2 separate regions of the Urocitellus parryii genome follow, and region 2 is linked to region 1. A link is a contact called in public Hi-C data. All regions are on one chromosome and are shown on one strand. Each heading gives the region's core, a stretch centred on a gene start, on an enhancer-like site or on the middle of the called end of the contact. The rest is flanking DNA. Distances are from core to core; before and after follow the strand shown.

The links. Hi-C and Micro-C count contacts between places; a contact is called where the count stands out from the background.
Region 2: a contact with region 1 is called in a Hi-C map of muscle, with 2.9 times the contacts expected there. The contact joins the promoter of LOC113191210 here to the promoter of LOC144256649 in region 1. A contact is called at or near these places in 2 of 2 Hi-C or Micro-C datasets (liver and muscle).

What each region holds. Positions count from the first base shown.
Region 1 is chr8:98,727,155-98,730,104 of mUroPar1.hap1, forward strand. LOC144256649 reads left to right here and starts at 1,517. Exons shown (of 2, transcript XM_077802013.1): 1 at 1,517-1,709.
Region 2 is chr8:98,985,328-98,988,277 of mUroPar1.hap1, forward strand. It overlaps LOC113191210 (glutathione S-transferase alpha-3-like), which reads left to right and starts at 1,566. Exons shown (of 7, transcript XM_026400881.2): 1 at 1,566-1,705.

The DNA.
Region 1 (2,950 bases), core at 267-2,766:
CAAATAGTTTGAGAACTATTGAAAAGTGTTGCATGTTTAAGGTGGTCTGGTCAATTAGCACAGATGGTTTTTGTTATTCTAGCAAGTAATTAAATAATAAAAATAAATATTTATAAAGATAAGTTGAATACCCGTTTTATTAAAATACTGTTATACTTCACAGCTATTAGTTTTCTCATTTAGATCAGTTCCACTGTATCAAATAGCCCTCATTACAGGATTGTATTTTGTCATATTGTATTTACAGGGCTGTAATTTTTCCAGAAAGTTTATTCCATTTGTGAGGTAGATTTGCCTGGACAATTAGACTAAAAACTAATCATTTTAGTTATTTTAAAAATTGTTTTTCATAGGAGTAGTATATGATTCATTAGACTCCTTGTCTCCCTATGTTTTCACTGATGATGATTTGCAATTTTCATTTGCCATATGGTTTGGCAATTGCTAAGTAAACAAAAAGGTAGATAAATGTTATACGTTTGCCCAGTAGGATGACCCTTTACCTCTTGGAAGAGGAAACCTTAGGATTCTTAACCAACTAGTAGGTTTCTTCAACAGGAGAAAGAGGAGGGATATAGTGATGAACTGGGAAATTTAAACTCAGAGAAAATCTTCAATGTGTTGAAGAGTTACTGATTTGTTAGTTAAAATTGTGTTGTTTAAGGAAGTGTGATTCCCCTGACCAGCAACATCAACACTAGAAAGCCAAGTGTAGGTCCCTCAAATTTGTTTTAAATAGCCCTCCAGGTGATTCTGGTTGCTCCTGAAAATGATTGAGAGGCTTGCAACAGTTAGGTAAATTTAAACGAGGGATCTGGAAGCAATTTCTTTTTATAAAGTGCTTCACAGCCAAGCCTTATGATTTAAGGTAAAGTCTATAATATAATTGTGAAAAAGATAATATGTTTAAAAGGCGTATGTGTTAGATGAAACATAACTAGCACAGAAAGAACGAATATTATGTAGAGGACGTGTATTAAGCCTCCCAACCTGGATAAGGAATTCAGTCTTTTAAATTAAAGGTGCTAGTATTGTAGACACTCTTAAAGATTCAAGGGAATGCTACAGTGAATTGGTTGAGTTTTTATTTTAAACATTTTTCTATTATAAAATATATATAACAAAATTTGCTGTTTTAAACATTTGGGAGGGTACAATTCAATGGCACTGGTTGCCCTCACAATGTCGTGTAACCTCAGCTTATGTATTTTAAAACCAGGAACATGTTTCAGCCGGATTACCTTTAATTAGTGGTGCTCAGAGCATGCAGCGACAGTCTCCATTTCTAAATCTTGACAGCCGATCTGTCGGTGGACTTCGGGTTCTGGGCAATCGGTCCCCGAGCTCTCAGCCTCCTCGGCGGGGCCCAGGGCGAACTGGCCGCGCTGCAGGGACGCGCAGGGCCAGCGAGGGGAGCTGCAGGGTAACTTTTCCCAGGGAAAGCGGCCGGTCGTCCTCACTAGCAGCCACCCTGCCTTTTGTTTGTTTTCCTGAAGGAGGCTGGAGAGCAGCCGGGTTCCAGCTGCACTGCCATGCGCCCCGCGGCCCGGGCGACTCGCCGGACCTGCCGGGCGTCCCTGCGCGGAGCCTGCGGCCCATCCTAGCAGGCATCGCCCCGCTTTCCAGTTCCCGGGCCGGCGGCGGCGCCCCACTCGCCGACGAGCTGCGCTCTCCGCAGGGGCGGGCCCCCGCCTGAGTCCGCGGCACCAGTAAGTGGGGCTCGTGGATGGAGGGGCTGCACCCCGCGCCCTGCCAGGCGGGGTGGGGGGTGGGCTGGGGCAGCCGAGGTCCCCTGTCGATGGCCCCGCGAAGCCTGGGGGGCAGGAAGAAGCTAAGCCGCTGTGGTTCCTCGGAAACCGCGGTTGTATGGGTGTCTCTCTCCTGGCATGAAAACTCCCGAGTCTGGAAGATTTTGATGGGTGTGTTTACCTTTACCTCTGAGAGAGGGGGGAAGATCTTGGCCCCCTTGAAGCCTCTCCGGGGATGTTGAGGACTTGGTCTTGCAATTTTCTTAACTAGGCCCTTGGCTGTCCCGCAAGGGGTCTGTCTGAGCAAGAACCCCCACATACTTATTTGCAACCATTTTTCACTGAATTTCTTTCTGCTCTGATTTCTGTTTTACTAACCTGAGTAGATGTTTTGAGAAGGAGACTGAAGGATTTGACTGAATAACTGTTTCTTTTGTAACGTTGGCCTTTTAAACTTTGACAACAACAGTAAGAGCTTGTGTAGAACGCAGTTTAATGCATCATTCTGCTGAGAAGAACATTCATTCCCACTTATAACTAAGTAAAATTTTGCGTTTGCTATAAAGCTGGGCTAGGCTGAGGGAATACCACCCTGAATTTTGCCAGCGGACTGGATTTTTCTAAGGTATTGATGTTCATTATTTATTTATTTATTTTTGGCCTTCAGCACTAGAAGTTTGATAGTTACAGTTTTCATTTCCTAGTGAGTAAGGTTTCAGGGTGTGCCTCAATAGTGAATGGTGCCAATGCTGAATATAAAATTTAAATGAGTTTTAAATTTGTATCAACATATGAATTATTAAGAAGAATTTGTGCCTCAGCCATATGCCTAACTGTGCAAGGAGTTAATATATGCATAAATATGCACATTTGAAATAGTTTCGGAACAAAGCTCTACAATTTGGTAAAGAATCTTTACCAAAAAAAAAAAACCAAAAAACCTCTTCCTATCTATTTGAGGACAAGAATTATAAAACCCTAGGAAGTGGGTGTAGAAATGAGAGAAGTGCTGGGATTTTTTATTTTAAATGACATTCTGTACCATTTCCATCCCAATCCCTAAGGTCTAACCCTACAGTGACCCTGCACATTTTTGGTTTCTCCCTTTCCACTTTGTTTTGTCCACTCTGCCAAGTCAAAATGGTGGCTGGGTGGGAAGGGGACAGCCATGGTTCAGATGGTGGAAGGCCGTGTTGGAGGCT
Region 2 (2,950 bases), core at 316-2,815, 260 kb after region 1:
TTGCCAATTGGATGATGAGTTCAAGTTCACTCAGATTTACTCCAGACCCCACAGAGATAACCTAGAACATGAGGAGAGAAAAAAGGAAGAGAAACAGACACTGAAATGTCTCCTCAGGGGAGAAGTGTGCAGCCATGAAGGTGGTCACTACCCAAGGAGACTGGAGAGAGAGAGGAAGAAGATGAAATAGGAGAAGGAGGAGGAAGAGGAGGGAAAAGGGGGTGGGGAGGGGAGAGTGGAGGGGGAGGGGAGAGTGGAGGGGGAGGGGACAGGAAGGGGGAAGGGAAGAAGAAGAAGAAGAACATCCTGACATTTCCTGAGTGCTCCCTTTTAAAGTGTGGGGCAGATGGAGACATGGTGTTGCCCACAGCAAGTTAGTGAGACCCTGTCTCAAAATAAAAATTAAAAAAGGGCTGGGGTGAGGCTCAGTGGTACCGGGTTAAATCCCCAGTACCCCTAAAAAGTCAAATTCTAGAGAAGAAGGTAGATGATGTGGCCTGTTTGATCTTGCCCAGGAACACTCCTATTTATCTGTGACACAGTCTGTCACAGAGTCAAGAGTGACAGTCTCAGGTTTGCACAGGAAAAAAAGTTCTTTGTGTTTTTTGAAACTTTTCTGAGTAAAGATATGATGAAGTTTTCTTTTCATTTGGAACCATTTTATTCATGATAATAAACATGCTTTTTTTTTTCCTTACATGCATCTGAAGAGCTCTAGGTCTACTATGGATTCTTCAGTGTGGTTTTTAATAGGTGGAGAAATAACAAAGAACAGAACAGAGCCATCCTCTGTTCCAGGTCAACTTTTGTCCCTTCCAGTGCCTCTACACCTGGCACCTCCTCACTCTGGGCTTTGAGAACTCCTCACACATCCCCATACCTTCTGCCTGACTCTCTGTGTTCATTTAGTCACATCTACAAATACATTTATCCTTGTTACTCAAATGCCTTATGTGGACCTTGCTTGGGTCTTAGTGTGAATAATCCAACTTTAAATAAATCCTATGGAACAACTGGAGAAATCTGAATGCTAAATAGTTGCTGAATTTAAGGAATCAAATGTGGGCATGGTAGGAGAATAGTGTGATTACATTTAGTAAAGACTCCTGACCTGTTAGACATAAATGCCAGCATATGCAAAGTGATATGGTGTCTGTCATTGGTTTCAAAATAATCCCATGTTAGTGGGAGAAAAGTGGGAAAAGAATGTACCAGTTTCTTGTGGCTCCTATCACACATTACTACAAGCTGCATTATTTGATACAAAATTGGGGATCTTTTGACACCCCCAAATTAATCTATGTGTGCTTTCAATTGGAAAGGCAAAGTAAAGCCAAATAAAATACACTGGTATTTTTTTAAAAAGCAAATAAAGGGAATCAACTATGGGTTCTCTTAGAGAAAGTAGTTCTCAGGTTACCTAGCAAACAACTGAATTAAAAAAATAAAAAATCCTATGACAGCTCCGTTGCCACACTGGAGTGTACTCTCTCACTCCCTTTTGCTTGCTCTCTTCCCCTCCTTCCCTGGCTCTGTCCCTCCTCCTCCCCTCCCCTTCCCTCCACCTTCCACCCCCTCACCCCACCCTCCTCTGGGCAGGGCAGCCTGCTGCCTTTCTTGTCCTTCAAATATAAAGACCAGAAAATTACCTAGATATTCTTTAAATCCCTCTTCTCAGAAGATTCCTTTGGCTCAAAAAAGAGAGGTAAGAAACTTGTTTTGGTGGTGGTGGTGGTTGTTTCCTGCTTTCTCAACTGAGCTAAGTTGTACTACGTGCTCAAAAACAAAGTGAAAGAAAAACTAAAATATGCTTCTAAAAGTTCCCTTCACATTCCTTTCACAATTTAAAATTTGAGCCAATAAAGTTTTAAAAGACTTTTCTTAATCTTAATTTATTTCGTTTGCAAAGCCTAATTTATATATTTTAAATTACAGGACCTAGATATGACTATGAGTTTCACAGACAAAAACTATAAAATCTATTTCTGTTTATGCATTTGTGTCTATATATGTTTATGTTATAAATGTGTGATTTTTTCTACCACTGATATATAAATGCTGTATTTTAATTAATTTAAGCAAATTAACTCAGCACTTATAATAAATAAAACTTATCCTCTTAAAATTCATATAGAGTGATTGATCCAAATCACTTTTGTTCATATGAGTTAATAAATCTTTGGTGAATAAAGGCAGTTTTGAAATAGTTAGTAAAATAAAATAAAAAGTTCAAATTTGTCAGTATTTAAATATAATGGACATTTTTGCTTGGGTCTGCCTGTCAAAACAGATTATATTGCCTCTGCTAAATGTTGTAAGGCGATAAAACAGTTGCTACTTTGATATTTCTGATGCTTGCTTGATTTGTCAGTGAGTTAAAGTTGTAAGATCCCAAAGCCCTGCACATATCTTATTTTGAACTGTGTCTTCAGTTTTTAGCCTCTGGATTCTAAGGTCTAGGCAGGTGGCCATGGTAAAATCTGGGGACATGTGTGTGTCTGAAACTCCTGGACTTCCAGCTACAAGGCAAAGCTAAACAAATAGGGCTTATTCTCCCTGGCTGGGTTCTGCCTGCCTGCCATTGTGGAAGGGGTCAGAGCCCACAGGCATTCACAGCTGCCTGTCTTCTGTCCTAGGTTCTACACCCAGTGTATAAATCAAAGGCCCCAGACCAGATGGGCCCTGTTTCATAGCTGCCCTGAGAGCCATATAGGTGCTTGGGCCACCACCTAACTAGGGAGAAGGAGGGATTGGAAAGGATAGTGTCTGATGTCTCAGAGGCCTTGGTTAAAACAAGGCTGGCTAAAGCCAGGAATGGTGGTGCATGCCTATAATCATCTGGGGAGACTAAGGCAGGAGGATTGCAAGTTCAAGGCCAATGTCAGCAACTTAGTGTGGCCCTAAGTAACTGAGTAGGACCCTGTCTCAAAATAGGGCTGAGGTGGGGCTG